Regions from separate parts of the Sus scrofa genome. Here region 2 is linked to region 1. The links are chromatin contacts, called in public Hi-C maps. All regions are on one chromosome and are shown on one strand. Each heading gives the region's core, a stretch centred on a gene start, on an enhancer-like site or on the middle of the called end of the contact. The rest is flanking DNA. Distances are from core to core; before and after follow the strand shown.

Evidence for each region. A called contact is a pair of places that touch in the nucleus more often than the background predicts.
Region 2: a Hi-C map of retroperitoneal adipose tissue shows a contact between it and region 1, with 2.3 times the contacts expected there. The contact joins the promoter of INHBB here to the enhancer-like site in region 1. A contact is called at or near these places in 2 of 5 promoter capture datasets (fetal skeletal muscle and liver), 27 of 47 Hi-C or Micro-C datasets (adipocytes, adipose tissue, alveolar macrophages and 17 more) and 1 of 2 datasets of contacts at active chromatin or transcription factors (skeletal muscle).

Annotation. Positions count from the first base shown.
Region 1 is chr15:30,623,869-30,629,461 of Sscrofa11.1, reverse strand. No RefSeq gene overlaps it. Among named protein-coding and RNA genes, the nearest start is that of GLI2, 47 kb to the right of the region's middle. Within about 2 kb of position 3,536, at least 8 of the 83 cell types and tissues checked have an H3K27ac peak or open chromatin away from gene starts, as enhancers often do. A contact at or near this core is called in adipose tissue, embryonic fibroblasts, omental adipose tissue and 1 more, where this site is marked.
Region 2 is chr15:31,001,014-31,006,606 of Sscrofa11.1, reverse strand. INHBB (inhibin beta B subunit) reads left to right here and starts at 2,202. Exons shown (of 2, transcript NM_001164842.1): 1 at 2,202-3,383. The coding sequence starts at 2,936.

The DNA.
Region 1 (5,593 bases), core at 2,287-4,786:
CTCCTTTCCTTTTTTTTTTTTTTTTAACCCACATCCTGGAAAGAAATGTGACATTTCAGGTTCATAAAAGGAAAAGGGTAAAAGTGTCATTTTTTTCCCATCCAAGGGGGGGCCGCCCTGAATTTCCTCTTTAGACCCTCTGTATCCAGGGACCCAGATAAAGACCCCCTGTGCCAGTGGTTGCCGATCTGACATTAGAACACTGTTGTGCCTGGTGGGGACCTTTGCAGGCTGAGTGTTGGCCAGGGCAGAGCATGGCCCTCGGAGCACAGGAAGCTGTTCTTACACCCCGTTGTGCTGGTTTCATTACCACCTGCAGCCTGGTAGCCTGGCATGGAGGGTACCTCATGCCTCATCGGGGGGTAGAGGGCAGGGTGGTAACTGGACCCAGTCACCAGGGCCCTCTGCTTCCTGCTAATGCTGTTTCTGGATCTGAGTGCAGCACTTTTGTGAACTTTGCATCTTAAAAAAAAAATTTATTATAGTTGATTTACAAAGTTCTGTCAATTTCTGCTGTACAGGAAAGTGGCCCAGTTATTCATGTATATATACATTCTTTTTCTCATCTTATCTTCCATCACGTTCCATCACAAGTGATCAGATATATTTCCCTGTGCTATTTACAGCAGGACCTCATTGCTTATGCTTTGTATCTTCTTGTAAGTTAAACTTCTATGAAAACTTAAAAAAAAAAGACAAGGAGGGAATGGAAGGGAGAGATGCACCCTGAGCCTGGAGTCTGAGCAGAAAGCGGCAGGTGTGCAGCTGCCCCTGGAGGAGATGGGAGGGGACGCTGAGTGGGGACAGACTGAAGGTGGTGGAGAGGGACCAGGGGAGGCCCAAGTGTGGGACAGGCTCAGATGCTCTGTGTCCTGTAAGGGGATGCGAGATTGGCTCTCCTGTAACCCAGGTGACAGGACCCAGACCTGGTCCACAGGGCCATGGCTCAATCTTTCCACCAGGTTTGATGTGCCCTTACTGTGCAGGGCGGGGCTGGGGTGCCAGGATGGCTAGGACAGATGCCATCAGCCCTCCCAGGGCCTAAGGGGCTGAGTTGGGGGTAGGTGGCAGGCAGTTCCATTTGAGAGGTCAGGGAGGAGGACTCATAGGGTGAGAGCCAGGGGAAGGATCAGATGTGGTCAAGAAAAGAGACGGAGTTCCCATCATGGCTCATAGGTTACCAACTCGACTAGTATCCATGAGGATGTGGGTTCAATCCCTGGCCTCACTCAGTGGGTTAAGGATCCGGCGTTGCTGTGAACTGTGGTGTAGGTCACAGATGTGGCTCAGATCCCAAGTTGCTGTGACTGTGGTGTAAGCCAGCAGCTGCAGCTCTGATTCAACCCCTAGCCTGGGAACCTCCATATGCTGTATGTGCGGCCCTAAAAAATCAAAAAAGGGGGGGTAGGTGGAGAAAGGAGTCTGCCCCAGGGCCTCTGGGGAGACTGCAGAGCAACCCTCAAGCCCTAGTTTACACTGTGAGCCAGAGAGCTCATCTCACCTGCTGACTGGCTATGCAACCCCAAGCTGTTGTCCATCTCAAGGACCAGGGACAATGGAACATTAAACTGGTGATGGTTAAGGGTTCCCTGGTGGGAACACTCATATACTGTTGGTGGGAATATAAGTTGGAATAACCATTGTGGAAAAGAGTATGGAGGCTCCTCAGAAAACTCAGTATAGGACCACCATATGATATAGCAACCCTACTCCTGGGCATCTATCCAGACAAAACTATAATTCAAAAAGATTCATGGGAGTTCCCATCATGGCTCAGTGGTTAACAAACCCAACTGGTATCCATGAGGATACAGGTTCAATCTCTGGCCTTGCTCAGTGGGTTAAGGATCCAGCATTGCCATGAGCTGTGGTGTAGGTCACAGATGGGGCTCGGATCCCCAGCTGCTGTGGTTGTGGTGTAGGTCAGCAGCTATAGCTCCAATTCAACCCCTAGCCTCCAATTCAATCTCCATATGCCACAGGTACGGCCCTAAAAAGACAAAAACAAAACAAAAAGATTCACGGACCTCTGTGTTCATAGAAGCTCTATTCACAATAGTCAAGACATGGAAACAACCTAAATGTTTATTGACAGGTGAATGGACTAAGAAGATGTGGTACATGTATACAATGGAATACTACTCAGCCATAAAAAAGAACAAAATAATGCCATTTGCATCAAGGTAGATGCAACTAAAGATTATCATACTAAGTGAAGTAAGTCAGAAAGAGAAAGACAAATACTATATGATATCACTTACTTGTGGAATCTAAAATAGGGCACAAATGAACCTATCTACAAAACAGAAACAGACTCAGTGACATGAAAAACAGATTTGTGGTTGCCAAAGGGGAGGGGGAGGAGGAGGGAGTGGGATGGATGGGGAGTTTGGTAGATGCAAACTGTTAAATTTAGAATGGATAAGCAATGAAGTCTCGCTGTATAGCACAGGAAACTATATCCAGTCTCTTGTGAAAGAACATGATAGAAGATAACATGAGAAAAAGAATGTGTAGGACCAGGTCACTTTGCTATACAGCAAAAATTGACAGAACACTATAAATCCAGTATAATTTAAAATTTTTTAATTCATTTTATTTATTTATTTATTTATTTATTTATTTATTTATTTATTTATTTATGTATTTTGTATTTTTAGGGCTGCACCCACAGCATATGGAGGTTCCCAGGCTAGGGGTCAAATTGAAGCTGTAGCTGCCAGCCTACACCAGAGGCACAACAACACTGGATCCAAGCCACATCTGTGACCTACACCACAGCTTAATGGCAATGCCGGATCCTTAACCCACTGAGCAAGGTCAGGGATCAAACCCGCAACCTCATGGTTCCTAGTCGGATTCGTTTCCACTGCACCACGGAAGGAACGCCAAGAAAAATATATTTTTTTAAAGAGTTCCCTGGTGGCCTAGAGTTTAAGGATCCAGTGCTGTCACTGCTAGGGCTCTGGTTACTCTTATGTATGGCTTGGGTTCCATCCCTGGCCTGGAAACTTCCACATGTCATGGGCGTGGGCAAAAAATGGTGATGGCTAGGCCAACAGAAGCCATCATTTTAGAAGGCAGTAACTAGGAGTTCACTCAATGCTGGGGCTGAATTCTGTTGATTTTATGTTCTTCCTTTTTTTTTTTTTTTTTTAAAAAAGGCCGTACCCAAGCCATTTGGAAGTTCCTGGGCCAGGGATTGACTCCGGGCCACTGCTGCATTAAGGCTGGATCCTTTAACTCACTGCACCAGGCCAGGGATTAAACCCGAGCCTCTGCAGCTACCCGAGCTGCTGCAGCTGGATGCTTAACCCACAGCACCACAGCAGGAACTCCAATTTTATTTTCTCTAACATCATGCCACGCTATCAGCTCCCTCCCCCCAGTCTAGGCCTGACAGTTGAACAAGTCTGTCGAAATCCGCTTCTCCTCTCTGATCGGTGTGTTTTCTTTCACAGGGGTTTCTATGACTTTCTGGAAAAACAGAAGCATGATATAAAGGAACTGGGCTGAATTATCCATCACGCCAAGCTCTCGAGCTCAGCACAGGCCAGCAAGAGAAAAACACGCTCACTCTGCACAAATTCTTCCACTACCTTCATATTTACAGCTAATGAAGAAAATATGGTCCAGCCATGCCTTTATCTGCCTCCCTCTTTCTCCCACATCTGACATGCCTCACTTATATTGAGCTATAAATAAATTATCATCCTTCTGGGGGAAAAAAAATCGCAAATGCTTTGTGGAATTGAAAACAGGCAGCATTTTTTGGAGTGAAAAATTTCACTGTGAAACTGGTGACTTGGTAATCATTTGGTTGCTGTGGCGGGACAAGTTCCAGTACATTCCTCCTAAAGGGAGTCATCTCTCAGGGGACCTGACCTGGCAGCTGCTGAGGGATTTGATAGCATTGTGGCCTGAGCAGGGAGGGGACCATGTGAGCCCCGGCACTGCCACCTCCTGTTCCCAGTGCCTGACCACTGCAGGCTTGCTCCATGACAGGCCAAACCAGAGGCCAAGATGAGGCAGGGACACTGGCAGGTGAGAGTCTTCAGAAGCCTGTTGTTCCGGGACCTCCTTGACCTTCGATTTTCCTGCGCTCACATCATACCTGTGACCAAGGTGGCTCAAGTTGAGCTTTGGGCTTGGAAGATCCCAAATGAGAAATTAAAGACTAAATAAGAGGAGTTCCTCTTGTTCCACATTTTAGGCATGAGGTGTGGAGCTGAGGGACAGTGGAGGAGCAGCAGGTCCCACAAGGACAACCACCGGGCACAGGCGCACCCCGACCGCCGGGCTATCGAGCAGACGCCTCTGTGTCGTGGAGTTTGGCCTGGGAAGGGGCCTCTGTGTCCCTCCCTCCAGCTCAGGACCGCCACGCAGGTCGCAGGACGAGGGCAAAGCGGGCTCCTGGCGGCTGTCCCCACCTTCCCTCCCAGGAGAGAGCAGCCCGGCCCCGGGGCAGCAGGATGGAGGCAGCAAAGAGACCCCGTTCCTCCCACGAACATCACAGCCCTGCAGCCTCGGCGGCGTCCCAAACCGCAACTCCAAACCACCCCCACCCCTGGCGGAAGGAACATACTTTCCGCGCTGGGTCAGCGGTGTAACCGGGAACACCCCTTGTTCCCCTACTCCCCACCCGCCCTGTAAACAGGCAGGTGGCAGCCTGAGAACATGGGACAGCCTCAACATAGGACCATGGAACCCAACGATGTGACACTGGGAATCACTTTCCTTCGGGGTCTGGGTTTGGCTTGGAGCCTGGGACAGAGGACTAGCCTGAGGCTGGTGGGCACACAGGGACAGTGGCCTGGTCAGCAGAACCCGGTCCCGACCTGTTTTCCAGCGGCTCGGTTCACAGGACAAGCCTCTCCTTTGCATGCACCTGTGCTAAGCCCATTACATCATCTCTGTCCCCTCCTGCCCATCTCAGTGTCCCCAAATCCGAGGGCTGCTCCATCCCACTCCTGCCAGTTCTGTCTTCCCTTCTGTGGACCGCGATACCACCAGCTCCATGGGGAGCACCCAAGCACTCTCCTGGTTCTCAGCACTTCACTCGCTTACAACCCACAACAGCCCCCTGAGCAGAAGCCCACTCCTGTTTCCTGTTCACAGTAGAGGAAACCCCTGGGAGTGGTTACTGCCCTGGCCCAGGGCCCACATTGTCAGCTCACAGGGGCTTGGCACACAGAGCCCGAAATCCTGCCGCGGGGCCCCAGAGCCTGCCCCCCACCCCCAACCCCGCCCCCAGCTGAGCAATTCTCTCTGAGCAGCTTCCAGGGTTCTCCACCGCGTCTCCCAGCTGCCTAAAGATAATCATTATATTTGCCCTTTTATTTCTGACAACAAAAGCAGCAAAAGGAAAGAAGAAAATAAAACCATTCTCTTTTGCATTCCCTCCTGTCCAGCTCTGTTCTTTGGTTATTATAGACACAGGCTATATGCAGTTTCCCAGAACTCAAGTGTTATATGGAGAGCAGTTTTCACATCATGAAATATCTGTGGGAAACGTGACTTCATGGCTGCTCTGTGCTCCATGGAATGAATGAATGAGTGAATGAATAGTGTTCACTGTTAAGGGATTATAACT
Region 2 (5,593 bases), core at 953-3,452, 380 kb before region 1:
AGTCTGGCTCAGGGCCACCACGCAGAAGGTGCTGGCCCAGGCAGCCCAGGAGCAGAGCATCTTCTTATTGCTTGGGGATTGCAGGCTCTGGGACTACAGGCTCTGGAACAAGGTGAGTGGTGGACAGCTGAGTTTGGGAGTGGCAGATAACTGCAATCTGGAGAAAGCCCTAAGGAGTCAGAAGGGCTGCCATCTTGGGGACCCTCCTGGACCCCTGCTCCTGACTTTGGGTTGGTAAACCCATACCAGCCTCATTTTTTTGCACCGCGGGAGCAGCCCTGCTAACCTCCGGGTCGGTTCCTCTGATCGGGAGGGAGGGGGCGCTCCGCCTCCAGACTTGCGGGCCTCGGTGCGGCTGCGGTCCGGGCTGAGCGCCACAGCAGCCGAGAAGCTTGCGATGAGGGGCCGCGGAGGGTGCGGTGGGGGTAACCCCAAGCAGATGGCCCAGGTCTTCCTCGGTGGTCCTGGGTTTCCTAATATCCTAAGACCAGAATGACCTCTTCGCAATCGCACTGTTACCGGGGCACGGCCACTGTGGGTCGGGGTCCGGACGATTGATGGAAGAGGGCAAGGCCGGGTTCCTGGCCCCAGGCGCTGCGCCCTAGGCGCACTGCTTTGCGGCTCCAAGTCCATGTTGGGCGTGATGACGGACAGAAGGAATGGATTGCACTTGGGGTTCTGGAGGGGGATGGGAGCTTGGTTTCCATCGACAGCACCTCTTGTCTGGTGGCCTAAGAACGGAGGCCTTGGAACATAATTTGAGTACTGTGAGGAGCTTGGCCCAGTTGCTTACTTTGGGGCGCCCAGCCAGCCCGTGTGCTAATAGGTGTGACTGTGCCCCGTGTACAGATGAGGCAGTAGTGACTAGAGTGTGAACACTCTACCCAAGGTCACTGCTGCAAACTGTCCGTGACTGAGCCTAGACTGGAACCCGGTTTATCTCAGGCTAAGGTTTGCCAGTTGGGGGGGTGGCGGTGCTGAGGAAGACCTCGCCAACCTGGAGACCTCGCCAACCTGGAGGTCTCTCGGCCGCGAGGCCGGTTCCCCCACGCAATCGAGGAGTTCCTCGGGGCTCAGAGCCGGGGGAAGGCAGGCCTCCGGCTGCGGCCACCTCCCGGCACCTCCAGCCTGCTGGGCCCACGCTTCGCCCAGTGCACCAGCGGCTTGGGGCGCTGGGCTCGGGCACTGCAGCCCGGGAGCGGCATCCACCCGCGGAGCCAGGCTGCGGCGCTCGAGGCCGCATCGCCGCCCCGCCTCGCCAAGGCCCGCGAGGGAGCTCCCCAGGCAGGCCGGGGGCGGCTGCGGCGGCGAGAGGTGCCTCTCCCGGTCGCGGAGGGCGGCGGCAGGGACGAGGGCAGGGCCTGCGCGGCTGCGGGGAGGAGGCCAGCGCCGGGATCCTGGGCCAGGAGCCCGTCGGTGCCGCCCGATGCCCGGCTGGGCTGGGGTCCGGGGCGCCCACGTGGTGAGAAAGTTTCCAGACCGCAGAAGTGGCCCGGCCTTGCGGGGGGTGAAGGGGGAAGGGAGAGGGCCGGCTCGCTCCTCCTTCTCACGAAGGCAGAAGGAAAGAAGCTGAGGGAAGCGGGGGTGGGCGGGCGGGGGGAGCGGGCAGCACCGACCTGAACAGATTCCGCCTCCCCTTCCCCCTGTCCCCCGCCTCCCGGGGAAGCTGGAGCCGGGAGGCGCGGACATTCTCCTCCCGCACGGCCAGGGCGACACTCGCCCGCCCCCCCTTTTCCTGCCAACGTCTATCTCAACGCGCGCGCACATACGGAGATTGTGCGGCTTTTTTTTTTTTTCCCCTTGGGAGAAAAAACGAGGAGAGTAAAAGAAGAGAGGGCAAAGAGAAGAACTCCTCCTCGGCGGGATCTGCACTCTGTCGAGGCCAGCGCGGGGACGCGGCCGCCACCCTCCCGCTCTCTCCCGGCCCTGCGGCGTGTGCCAGCGGGAGAGCGAGCTAGGGCACCAGCGCCGGGGACGCCGCGAGACTTTTAGGCGCTCGAGCCGACACCGCTGCCGCCGCGGCAGGCAGCGGAGACCGGAGCAAGGAGGGCCCTGCCTCCGCCTCGCCTTCCTTGCCCGGCGCCCCGCGCCCAGCCGGCCGGCGCACGCGGGCGGAGGGAGGCAGGAGGCGAGGAGGCCGGCGGAGCAGAGGCCCCGGCGGAGCGCGCAGCGGCTGGCCGCCGGCGGATGCGGCGCCCCGGGAGCCTGGAGACAACTTTGCCGTGTGACGCGCCCGAAGGACCGCAGGGCCCGCGGCCCGGGGCTCTGCGCCGCTTCTGAACCGACCCGTGCTCCCCGGCGCCCCCGGCACCGCGCTCGCTCCGCTCCTTTGCCCGCCCGGCGGCCGGTGGAGAGGACAACCCGCCCGTCGCCGGCGGCAGCAGCCCTTCCTCCGCGCGAGGCGGCGAGGGCGAGACGCTCAGGTGTGAGCGCCGGGCCCCGCCACAGCGCCACTCCAAGCCGCGCCCGGTTCCGCTCCGGGGGCTCAGGCGCCTTCGCTTTCATCTCGGCCAAGTTGCTTCGACCGGCCTTTTCGCCACCTTCCCCGCCCGGCGGCGAAGCCGCCGCTGCCGCCGCTTTCGCTTCACCCGAGCGGGGCCTGCGGGGCCCCGACGCGGAAAGGATGGGGAGAAGGCTGCGGATGCCGAGGCGCCCCGAGACGCCCGAGTGGCAGTGACCCCTCGCTACCGCCTCGCCCAGCGCACCTCTCCGGCTCCCGGGGCCCACCGCACCCCTTCCCCGCCGCGCGGGAATCCCCGCGGCCCGGCCGGCCCCCTCCCCTGTGAGCCGGCGGCGGCCCTCCCGGCGGGCGGGTGGAGGCCCGGGCGGGCGCGGGCGGGGGCGGGGCGGGGCGGCGCGCCTGGAGCCCGGAGCCCGGCCCTGCGCTCGGCTCGGCTCGCCTCGCGGCGGGCGCCCTCGTCGCCAGCGGCGCACCATGGACGGGCTGCCCGGTCGGGCGCTGGGGGCCGCCTGCCTTTTGCTGCTGGCGGCCGGCTGGCTGGGGCCCGAGGCCTGGGGCTCACCCACGCCCCCGCCGTCGCCAGCCGCTCCACCTCCGCCCCCGCCGCCCGGAGCCCTCGGCGGCTCCCAGGACACCTGCACGTCGTGCGGCGGCTTCCGGCGGCCAGAGGAGCTGGGCCGGCTGGACGGCGACTTCCTGGAGGCGGTGAAGCGCCACATCTTGAACCGCCTGCAGATGCGGGGCCGACCCAACATCACCCATGCCGTGCCCAAGGCCGCCATGGTCACGGCCCTGCGCAAACTACATGCGGGCAAGGTGCGCGAGGACGGCCGGGTGGAGATCCCGCACCTGGACGGCCACGCCAGCCCTGGCGCCGACGGCCAAGAGCGGGTCTCCGAGATCATCAGCTTCGCAGAGACAGGTGGGTCGGTCCCTTGAGTATCCAGCCGTGGCTCTCGCCCCTTCCTCCACCCCCTTTTCCTTGCCCACGTTGTCCACCGCCGCCGCAGGCAGCGCGCCCTGGGGGAAACCTGGGCTCCTGGCCCGGCCCGCTCGCCTTGGGCCCTGTGCGCTCCGTCCTGGTTGCTGTCCTCTTTCTTCGGGTAGCAACCCCTTCTTGCTCCCCCTACCCCCGGCACAGAGTGCTTTCCTCTCCACCCCTGCTCTCCAGAATCGGGCCCCAGCGCCTCTGGGCGCGCGTCCCCCCTCCCGACAGATGCATGCTGCCCTGGCTCCGCGGGCACTTGCTCGGTGATTGCTTAATGTTTTTGTTTCCCACGATCAGAGTGTAGGCTTAGCGGTGTGGATGGAAATGTTGTGCTTGTTGATATCCGTGGGCCGGAGGAGTGTGTGTGTGTGTGTGTTTGTGTGTGTGTGTGAGAGGCCCCTGGGGCCGCTTCCATCGCCGGGTGGTGTGGGCTTGCCAGGATTGCTGAAGCCTCACTGGGGAGAGCTAGGCAACCTCTCTTCCGATTGTGTGGGCACCGGAATCGGGCGGAAGGCAGGCTTCTCAACAGGTCCCATCATTTACGCAGAGAAACGCGGCTCCGCGGCAGCCGGGTGCCTTTCGGCTCTCCCGGCAGCGGCGGCAGCGGCGGCAGCGGCAGCAGCTCCCTCGCTGTAGAAGCCTGAGAGTTCAGTTAACAAAGGGTCGGAGTCCTTTCTGGAATTTTCCCTCAGCCCTGGATTGCAAATTTCTACCGCAGTCTGAATATAAAAATCAAGAGAAAAAAATCTTTCTAACTTTAAAAGAAAGAGGAAAATGCGCTCGCGCTGAAATGCTGCAAGTGCTTTCGACTCCGCTGTCCTTTTCAGGACTTGAATGAGCCAGGCTGGCTTTTGTGCCTGGAGCTCAGCCCTATTGGTGCTGAGAGGACTGCGGAGAAGGTCGCAGGGGGAAGCCCTGGTTTGGGCAGGGCAGGATGGGCAGGGAGCCTGGGGAGGGCGGTGGCGGTTGTGTCCCTGGGCTGCAAATGCGCCTCCCCCCCCCAAGGCAGAAGGCAGAAGGCAGACTGTGCTGGTGCCGCTTGGGGATGAAAAGGGATAAAAAGTTTTGCATGGCCGGGTGTGGAGAAAAGCAGAGACAATCAGTGGCTGGTTTGTGCTTAGAAAGAAACACATTGCCGTTTTCGCTGTCTGACTGAGTCAGGGAAAGCTGGCCATGCAATTAGAGAGCTTGGTTAAAAGGTGCTTTGGGGCTCAGAGTAGAAATGTGATTCTGGAAGGTCGAGGAGGCCTTTTGCTCCCGGTGGCACAAAATGACAGCGGGGGCTGTTATATTTCTGGTCCGTTTCACGGAGCCAGCTCTTTGACTTATAAATAACAGATTCAGGTCACAGGCAGCCTGTCCAAGACCAGCTTTTAAGGCTGCACTTTCCCCCATTTCAAAGTCAGATGTCAGTGTTATTAGAGGAGCCAGGCAAGGCCTGAGGAGGGGGCTGTGGGAGGCAGGGGACGACTGTGGTAGGCGGTTTGATAAAACCAGCGCAGGCCACACGGTTGCCTTATTTGTTCTTCCTGCCAAATGAAAAAAGTAGGAATTGTCAGAGAGAAGGGTCACTGAAACAAACGTGGGATGAGAGGAGGCATCTCTGGGTCGGCGCGGCCTCTCTTCTTGTTGAGCAGAATTATCGAGAAAACTAACAAGCCACTTCTCCCCCATGGAGATTTTGAACGTGCCATTCATGGGGAGTCAAGGTCTTGTGAAAGGGCTGGACCTCAAGTTTCAGAGCTGAGTGTCCGGTCCCTTGGAACTTCTCAGAAACGAAGGCTGCACTTTGCAGCCTGTAAAGCACACGTTTCTGTGTCAGAAACCTGAGCAGAGCTGGCTTGTTTGCAGTGGAGGTTCCACTGGGGGTTGGATCAGATCATGCTTAGGTAAACACTGGAAAGAGGCGGTAGGTGGCTCAGCTGGATTTTGCAATGCCCTAAGTTAACCAAAAAAAAAAAAAAAAAAAAGAAGAACCAAAACTCTGAAAACAACCCACTCCCAAATCCTCAGTCAGATCCTGGTTTTGTTTTTCAGATTTCGCAGATACCCATAACAACTTGTTAGGATCTTGGCCTCCTGACAAGTTCCTCTCTTGAGCTTTGAGTCCTGACAGCCTGTCTCCAGGGAACCCTGGCCTGGGA